Regions from separate parts of the Mus musculus genome. Here regions 1 and 3 are each linked to region 2. Evidence: chromatin contacts called from public HiChIP or PLAC-seq data. All regions are on one chromosome and are shown on one strand. Each heading gives the region's core, a stretch centred on a gene start, on an enhancer-like site or on the middle of the called end of the contact. The rest is flanking DNA. Distances are from core to core; before and after follow the strand shown. Region 1 holds the start of Nyap1 (neuronal tyrosine-phosphorylated phosphoinositide 3-kinase adaptor 1). Region 2 holds the start of Zfp68 (zinc finger protein 68). Region 3 holds the start of Pilrb2 (paired immunoglobin-like type 2 receptor beta 2).

Region 1 (2,700 bases), core at 40-2,539, 880 kb before region 2:
AGACGTGATTTGGGTCTTCAGAAAAGGAAAACACAGGCACAGAATATCCCATACAGTTTAGGGAACCCCTCCCAGACAGGCAGCCATAGAAGTGTGTGTGTCCAGAATCACACACCCTGACAAAGGTGTTTGGAGCCACAGACACTGAGCGATCAGGTTGGCACAGATTCCCATTCTGTGTAAATATATCCCGAACCACCACAGACAGACAGACCTCACAAGCATACAGCAACTCTGTAGGGACACAGCATATTTAGACACACCACAGGCCACAGACATATCTACAAATAGGGACAGACATAAAGGGGCACAGGTAAACACAAACCCAGGAACAACACACACAGACATAAACACCCACAGACACACCCACTGATAGATACACACAGACCTCTAGCACACAAATCTGCTATGGAATTGGCCACACCTACAGACAAGTTGTGCTCAGGGCCTACTTGCGTACATTGCACCCAGCTTGGGGGGGGGGGGAGTTAGGCTTCCTACCCTCTTTTAGGCCCTGAGGCTTAGTGGGGGGTTCATCAGGGCAGGGTGGGGATGCTGAAGGAAGGATGGTGATACTGAGTTGGGCAACTGAAATCCCATCCATCCATCTACCTTCACTCTCCGGAGTCCCCGCTTTTCCAATCCTGGGCCTGGACCTCCGTCCACCTCTATTCCAGCTCCCTGGTCCCTCAGCAATGGTTTCTGCCTCCCTCCTCTTGCTGATAGCCCAAATCAATCTACCTTCTGTCTGCTCCAGGATTTGGGAGAACCCCCGGCTCCCCCCTAGTAGTCCCGCCCTTGAATCCCACCCTGGCGGGGGTCTCCAGTCTGGCCCCATAGCAACCTTCTGGGCTTCGGCCTCCATACCTGCGCTTTGCGTCCCTTCCCCCAAACACACTCTCTCCCTTTCGCCTTCAGCTTCACGTCTCCTCCCTGGAGCCCCTCCTCACAGCCGTCCTCCTCCTTCCCCAGTTTGTTCCAAACCTGGCCTGCTTTAACCCCCCCCCCCTTTTCCATCCAAGGGCCCCAGGTTCCCGGGGCACCCCCTCCTCTTCCCCTTGTCCTGCTACCCTGGGTGTCTCCGCCTCTCGCCCCGCCAATTCCTCCCTACCCGTAGTCCCCCCATCACCACCTCCCCGCATGAAGCCTCCCCAGTTTCTACATCACCGTACCTGGCCTGCCGGGCGCCGGCCCCCCCATGCCGGGCTCCGCCCGGAGCAGGAGGAGGGAGGAGGAGAGACAGAGAGAGACTGGGGGAGCCGAACTGGGCCCTGCCGCAGAGACAGCCCCGCCTCCGGGTCCGCCCCCAGACCCGCCCCCGGCCCCAAACCCACCCTTCCACACCCTCCAAGGGCAGAGCGGGAACGGCGGTGCGGCGCTGCACCAGGAGGTTAGGGTGGAGGGTGCAAGGACTGCGGAGCGTACAGGGGATCTTGAGAGGATGGTCTTGGGGTGTGGGAGTTCCGCTCCGCAGCTTTCGGGCGTCTGGTTCTCGCCGACCCGCGCCCCCTACTCAGCCGTGTTGTGCTGGGTTGGGTCTCCCAAGCCCTAAGCGGAGCGGGGTGCTCAGCGGCGCCCCCCAGCGGAAGCCTGGAGGTCGCACCCACCCGCGAACCCGGTGCGCCTTAGTGCTCCCGGGTGGGAGGCTGCGGCTGCGGCCCCTGGGTGCTACCAAGCGGTGAGGCGGGCAGAGGGACTCCGAGTCGCCTGCCTGGAGATCAGCGCATCTGCTCAGCAGGGGGCGTGCTCCCTTGGCTTAGTCCCCGCCGTGCCCCCACCCTGCCACCCCGCCCTAGGTGCGGGGAGGGCACGAGAATTGGCTGGCGGTGCTGGGCCTCCTCCCCTTGCAGCCTCCCAGGCGCCCGGACCTTGTTCCACCGTGTGGGGCTCAAAGTCTTCCGCGCGTCCGCCCCCGCGCTCCAAGTCATTCCTTACTAACCTTTGACTCCGTGGGCGCCGCCCGCCAGGATCTGAGCGCACCAGGTTGGCCCGTGCGGGAGACCACCAGGGGCACCACCTGGGAGTGGTTAGGGATGTGACCTCACCCCTCCCCTCTTTTGACCTTTTCTCATCAGAGCTCTGACAAATTCCTTACGTGGATAGCTTTGTGGTTGGGTAAATTAGCATCGAGAAGACCTCTGCTGTATCCGCCAAGGACTGGGGGGGGGGGGGGGGGGGGAGATATCCCCTGCAAAATATGCACATCCTAATCCCTGGTACCTGTGGACGCTTTTCAATGCGGCAAAATCTATGCAGGTGTGTTGTGTGGCCCCAAGCACATCCCACTGCTTGTCTGAGCCATGTCTCATTTCACACTTGCCTCGATTAACCTTACTGAGGCTTGACACGCTGCGGCACACACCTGTGATCCCAGCATTCCTCAGGTAGAATCAAGAGGCGCTTCAGTTCAAGGTCATCCTCTGCTACACAAGTTCAAAGCCGACCGTGGCCTACATGCGACTATAAATAAAGACCTTAGGAAGGAAGAGGGTTGTAAGCACTTTGTAAACCAGCAGCCTATATAGGGATCCAGTTTGGAGGAGTAAGGGTACGTGGGAAGCTTGTTTCCTGACTGCAGCTACTACAGCCATTTTTACTATGGCGAAAATATGACAGACAAGACGAGCAAGACTGTGGCTTTTTAAAAATTTTCAGACAAGGTTTCTCTGTGTAGCCCAGGCTGTCCTAGAACACACTCTG
Region 2 (2,732 bases), core at 230-2,729:
GAATCGCTATACTGGCCCACTTAGAAATGAATACTCTTTAATGTTCTTCAGGTGTATGCAATGTGAGGGCAGGGCCAAACCCGTGACTTTTTAAACCATCATCTTTTGTTGACTTCTCTGTAAGTCAGTCTTAGGTAATATAAAAATCTTAGGGCTCGAGAACTGGCTCAGTATTTAAGAATACTTGATTCTTAATAAAGCCAGCCTTCCAGAGGACCCAAGTTCAGTTCCCAGATGCCTCACAACTTGTTACAGCAGCTGCAGTGGGTCCAGTGCCCTCTTCTGGCCTCCAAGGTACTGCATGCTAATGGCAAACAATCACACAAATAAACATATTTACATATAAGTAAAATAATCTACTACTTACTAAGTTGTGGTGTTTTGGTCTTTACCTATGTTTTCTAAATAATATCATTTGCTCAACTTGGCAATGAGTTGGTTCTTGATTGAACTGAATTCCAGACATGGCCTACTGTGCATAAAGATGCCCCAAGGATGAGCCCATAAACAACTTAAAATACAATCGAACTTTTGAGGACATTTGTAAACATGACCAGCATTAAAACAAAACTAAACTGTTATGCTCAGATACTTTGGTATGCAAATAGTTAACAAGTATTCCATTTTGTTGCTATATGGTAATATGCATGCTGAAACACATTAACAGAGCATTCATGTAAAACTCAATGACTTTTCCCACAATGTTCAGGAGTCAAATGATTTGTTTTCCTTTCTGTTTTCGTGATGTGTTCACAAACAGAAAAAAAAAAATTTAAAGTTCTTGAGAGTGTACTTTTCTCTAGTACTCTAGAAATTGAAAAAAAAAACTACATTATACAATACTGCATATTTGAAATGTACAATGAATAACAGTTAACATAATGGAAACTGGAAGTTGGTATTTGAGAAAATAGGCAAAAAGGTAAATATAGGGGCAGGGAACGCTTATAAAGAATATGGAGGGGCGGGGCTGGCATTCAGGATTCTGGATTTGAGACTGGATGCCCAACCCTCTATAAAAATTAGAGGAAACCAGCAGGCTCATAAGAAGGAAGGAGAAACTAAGTATCCGGTGGGCCACACTCACTCTCGTAGAAAAAGCCTCACAGACGGAATGGAAAAGAACCCAACACAACACAACCTGCGGGAACCAAGCAGCCTTCTCAGAGTAGCCCAGAGCCCGCTGAAGTCACCGCATCCGGAGGGACAGGACGCCCGGGCTCGAGCAGTCCCACAGCCCCGGGGATCCAGCGCGAGCGCCCGCGAGGCCTGACTGCAGACCCCGTTCCGCAACAGCGCGCCCAGCTCCCGCGCCATCACCTCCGGACACCACCCGCACACTCACCAAGTCCACTTCTGCGAGACGCTGGTGTCCTCCCACCATCGTCCAGCACCCACAGCGTCACTACGCCAACAAAGCTGCGCAGGAGGCTCCTGGGCAGGAACACCGAGCCCAAGATGGCGGCTCCCAGACAAAGGACCGGTGACAGCCAAAGCCCGCCCCCCGCCCTCCCTCTGTGTGTCTGATTGGACACTTCTCAACTCAGTGCCTCCGATTGGACAGGGCTCCGGGTCCAGCCCCTTGAGTGACAGTAGATGGCGCCAACGCACAGCTGTAGGAGCTCAGAATGACAGGTTCTTGGCTGCAGCTAATTTTAAGACAGAGGGTTTCTTGTGAAACTCAGCATATTCCTTATATTCCTATACCTAAAATCACATAAACGTGTGGCGTGATTTTACACACACACAAAGCTTGCTATGTACAGTGTCTGCCTCCATAATTTATAGCGAATAAGCTAGGTCACATGGTTTGCTCAAAAGAATGAGGATCTGGGTTCTATTTCAGGCTTACCTAGAGCCTTTTTTCTGGTACAGCTGTGACGGTCTGGACTTTCCAAAATGTACTAGAAAAGGATTCAAGGCAAAAATTATATACTGTCTTAAGTGTGTGACCTTTTGTGATGAAAATAATTAAGTTTTTTTTTTCCTTTGAGTGATACTGGTGTATATGGGGTTTTTCTTTTAAATTCTTTTAAATATATTTACATCATTTCTTTCTTTCCTTTCCTCTCTCCAACTCTTACCATGTCTTCTTCCTCCAAACCCTTTCATATCCCCTCCCTCTCTCCATCTCAAATTCATGGTCTTTTCTATATTAACCTGATGAGTTATTTTTACCATTTCCTCTATGTTTATAATTTCGGGGCCGGTCACTTGATTTTGAACAACAAAGGTGCACACCATGACCAAGACAATTCTTATAAAAGAAAGCATTTAACTGGGAGGGGGGATAGGAGGGGCTGCTGACAGTTTCAGAGGTTAGTCTGTTATTATTGTTATCACAGTTGTGGGGAGCATGGTGAAGTACCTGGTGCTGAAGTGGTAGCTGAGAGCTACATCCTGATCCACACGTGGAAAGGAGGAGAAAGAGCCTGGACTTGGTATCTCTTCACAGAAATAAAACAGACTTCTGTTTGAATGACTTAGCAAACTCACAAAGCTCCTTTGTAGTGTAGCATACTTCCTCGAGGACTATACTTTCTACCTCCCCTCTAGGGGCCTGCTTTGCCTTGAGTCTGCTTATAGGTCTAGAGGCAACTATTGGTGAGCCTTGAGTATTGTCATGACATCAGTATTGTCTTGCCTGGTATTTTCTTTAGAGAAAATCACTGCTGGTTTACCGAACAATGAAGGGCGTGTTATCCAACCTTATGTGACTGTAATACAAATTA
Region 3 (2,700 bases), core at 125-2,624, 750 kb before region 2:
TGGCAGTTATAAGTATACCTGAGGATACCAGAACATGCAATGGTCCCCACTATATGTTCTTTTATAGTTTCTGAGCTGAGGTTGGAGTTGTGTGGAGATGCTGCATAGAGGGATCAATTGGAGTCCTTATGTAGGGCCAAGAGAGTCAGCTACATTCTGGAGAAGTTTATTCAGCTTGAAGTCATGTGTGAAAGCTGGCAGGAGAGTAGTCAGATTTCGAACAATAAGGGAGTGAGCAGGAGGGAAGGACAGATGCTAAAGCTTAGAGTCAGGTGTGGTTCTGTGTCTGCAGAGAATGACAAAACCATAGCAGAGGTAGCAGAGAAGGCTAGTCACAACTACAAGGGAAGTGCTGTTGGCAGAGGTATGGGCAGTTCCAAGGGAAATGAATATGAAAGGAAGCTCAGAGTTATGAAGCCTGAGGTGACAGGCACAGGACAAGGAAGCCACAGACATCAAAGCCCGAGCCAAGGTGACTCACCTTGTGTCAGGGTGAGTTGGGTTCCAGGAAGTGACTGCCAAAACTTTATGCCTTCTGTTGTTTGCAGAAAAACTCTGCAGAAGTACCAGGTCTGGTCAGACTCCTTAAAGTTCAGGATTCTGAGGACTCCAGATGTCTGACCCTGTGTCCAGTTCAGGATGAGCCGGCCCTTGAAGTGCTCATGTATGAAAGGCATGGAGGAGTTGTAGATGAAGTGCCCAAAGAAATCCTTCCATCTCCAGGCTATGCTCATCTGTGGATCCTTGGCTAACTTCCAGGGGAAGTAGAAGGAGAAGGGGATGTCGATGGAGCCACCCTGGACTCCAGAGCAGCGTTCAGGTTGGTTGACCCCAAAGTCATTTCCTCCGTTTGATCTTGCTGAATTTCCTGGGAAGGATGGGGAGACTCTGAAGCCACTGCAGGGGACAGTGACAGGAAACATAGAAAGGACAACACAGAACATTCTGAGACTTCTTGCACAGGCAGGGGTGAGACACAAGGCAGGACTGTCCCCAAAGCTAGTGGGACAGGAAAGACAGTGAAGGGTTGGGTTGGGCTCCCTCTGCAATGTCAACTGACTCTTGGGGCAGAGAGTCCTGGCTGGCTCCTCTAGCAGACACCTGTCCACATGACTCCCTACTCTTCCCAGCCCCATTGTCCCCTCCTGAGGTTAAGTCCCTGCTAGTGAGGTCGCTACCACTCACCAGCATGCAGACAGGCTGATGAGAGCAGAAGCAGGATCTGAGCCATGGCTGGAGTCTCTCCAGGAAGCGAGATCAGCAAAGCCATCAGGAAGGCAAGGATGCTCTGTCTAGGGACACTGGGGTGCTCAGGAGTCCAGAGAGAACCAGGGTAAAGCGAGACAGATCCCCAGGCCTTCTCATGTGGAGGACTGAGTTGGGGCAGGACCTTTCCATCTCCACCTCCTTGTGGCCAGCAACTTCCTTTATTGATCTGGCTTCTTCTTTTCCCATGTTGCAGAAGATCCGCCCTGTGGTCACTGACAACATAACTGGACTTTGGCCCAGCCCCCATTGTTGGCTTGGAGACATGGCTTTGTCCTCAGGAGGCAGGGCTCTCCTCTCTTCCACCTTCATCTTCTATCTTATCTACTGTTTTCCATTTCCTAAGTGGCTTGTAATCTCTGTTTCCCTTCCTCTATTTTTCTTCTAGTCTTTCCTTCCCCCTACTTAATCTCTTTCTCATTATGTCTCCCACCATGCTGGTTGTCACATTTCTCTCTAATTATCTCACCTAATGAAGTTGTCAGTTTCTAAATCACCTCAGACACAATGAGGAAGGTGTAATCAGGAAACACAGTAAGTCCCAGGCCCTAGCACAATAACCCCCTTACCCTGCTCTTCCTTCCCCCTCTCTGTCCCCATCGCAACTTGCTCTTTCTTGCCTTTCAGGGAGCCTTCCCAGTGCCCAGGCAGAATCAAGGCTTTGAGGATCCCCTCCACCTTGCCCTGATCTCTGTGGTAGAGCCTCCAACTTCCTTTGGCTTCCTGGACAGTGACTCTAAAGCTACTCCAGTTTCTAAAGGAGCCTTCCTGCCTCTCCTCCTCCTACCATAACACTCACTCAGGAGAGGATAACAAGGATCAGAGAAGTCAAGGCACATGTCATACAACAGCCACGTGGCTCATTGACTGGACTTTAGTCACATTGAGTTCTTGGAGTCTTCCATTCCACACAGAGACTTCAGTTTGCCTGCTCAGTGCAGCCTCTGAGGAGGCTCTTTCCACAAAGCTCTTGAGTGACTTCCTCTAGTTATGGCCACAGGAGAACCTTCTTTGGACTAAGTGGGCAAACACAGCTCTGAGCAGCCATGTGTCATTCATGATGTAAGGCCTGGGACATGGCTGACAGTGGACACAGCTGGCCTGTGACTTGGGTTGAAAGGTTGGGGCAGAGGCTGTGGTGACCTCAGGGCTGGTTCTAAGGAGGTTCAAACTACCCTTCCTCAGGACATGGTGCCATCAGCTTCCTGAAGGGCACAAACACATGATGGTGTCAGAGGAAGTGGCATCAATCTCCCTGAGTGACATGTGCAGAGACCTCTTCCCATTTCCTTAGGTTCCCTGGCACTGATCGCCTTGTTCCTGCTTCCCTGCAGCTGGCTTTGCAGCCTGCCCTCTTTCATGTCTGCTTCTCTGACTCCCTTTACAGTCCCCATGGTCCTCAGATACCTTGTTCTGATCCAGACACAAACTGTC

The links. HiChIP or PLAC-seq counts read pairs in DNA pulled down with a chosen protein or histone mark.
Region 1: a contact with region 2 is called in a FOXA1 HiChIP or PLAC-seq map of pancreatic cancer cells. The contact joins the promoter of Nyap1 here to the promoter of Zfp68 in region 2. A contact is called at or near these places in 1 of 39 promoter capture datasets (hippocampal neurons) and 1 of 115 datasets of contacts at active chromatin or transcription factors (pancreatic cancer cells).
Region 3: a contact with region 2 is called in a FOXA1 HiChIP or PLAC-seq map of pancreatic cancer cells. The contact joins the promoter of Pilrb2 here to the promoter of Zfp68 in region 2. A contact is called at or near these places in 2 of 39 promoter capture datasets (cranial neural crest and hippocampal neurons) and 2 of 115 datasets of contacts at active chromatin or transcription factors (embryonic forebrain and pancreatic cancer cells).

The regions. Positions count from the first base shown.
Region 1 is chr5:137,739,879-137,742,578 of GRCm38.p6, forward strand. Nyap1 (neuronal tyrosine-phosphorylated phosphoinositide 3-kinase adaptor 1) reads right to left here and starts at 1,290. Exons shown (of 7, transcript NM_001347505.1): 1 at 1,173-1,290.
Region 2 is chr5:138,618,264-138,620,995 of GRCm38.p6, forward strand. Zfp68 (zinc finger protein 68) reads right to left here and starts at 1,480. Exons shown (of 6, transcript NM_013844.2): 1 at 1,346-1,480.
Region 3 is chr5:137,870,384-137,873,083 of GRCm38.p6, forward strand. It overlaps Pilrb2 (paired immunoglobin-like type 2 receptor beta 2), which reads right to left and starts at 1,375. Exons shown (of 5, transcript NM_001384202.1): 1 at 1,186-1,375; 2 at 482-868. The coding sequence starts at 1,270.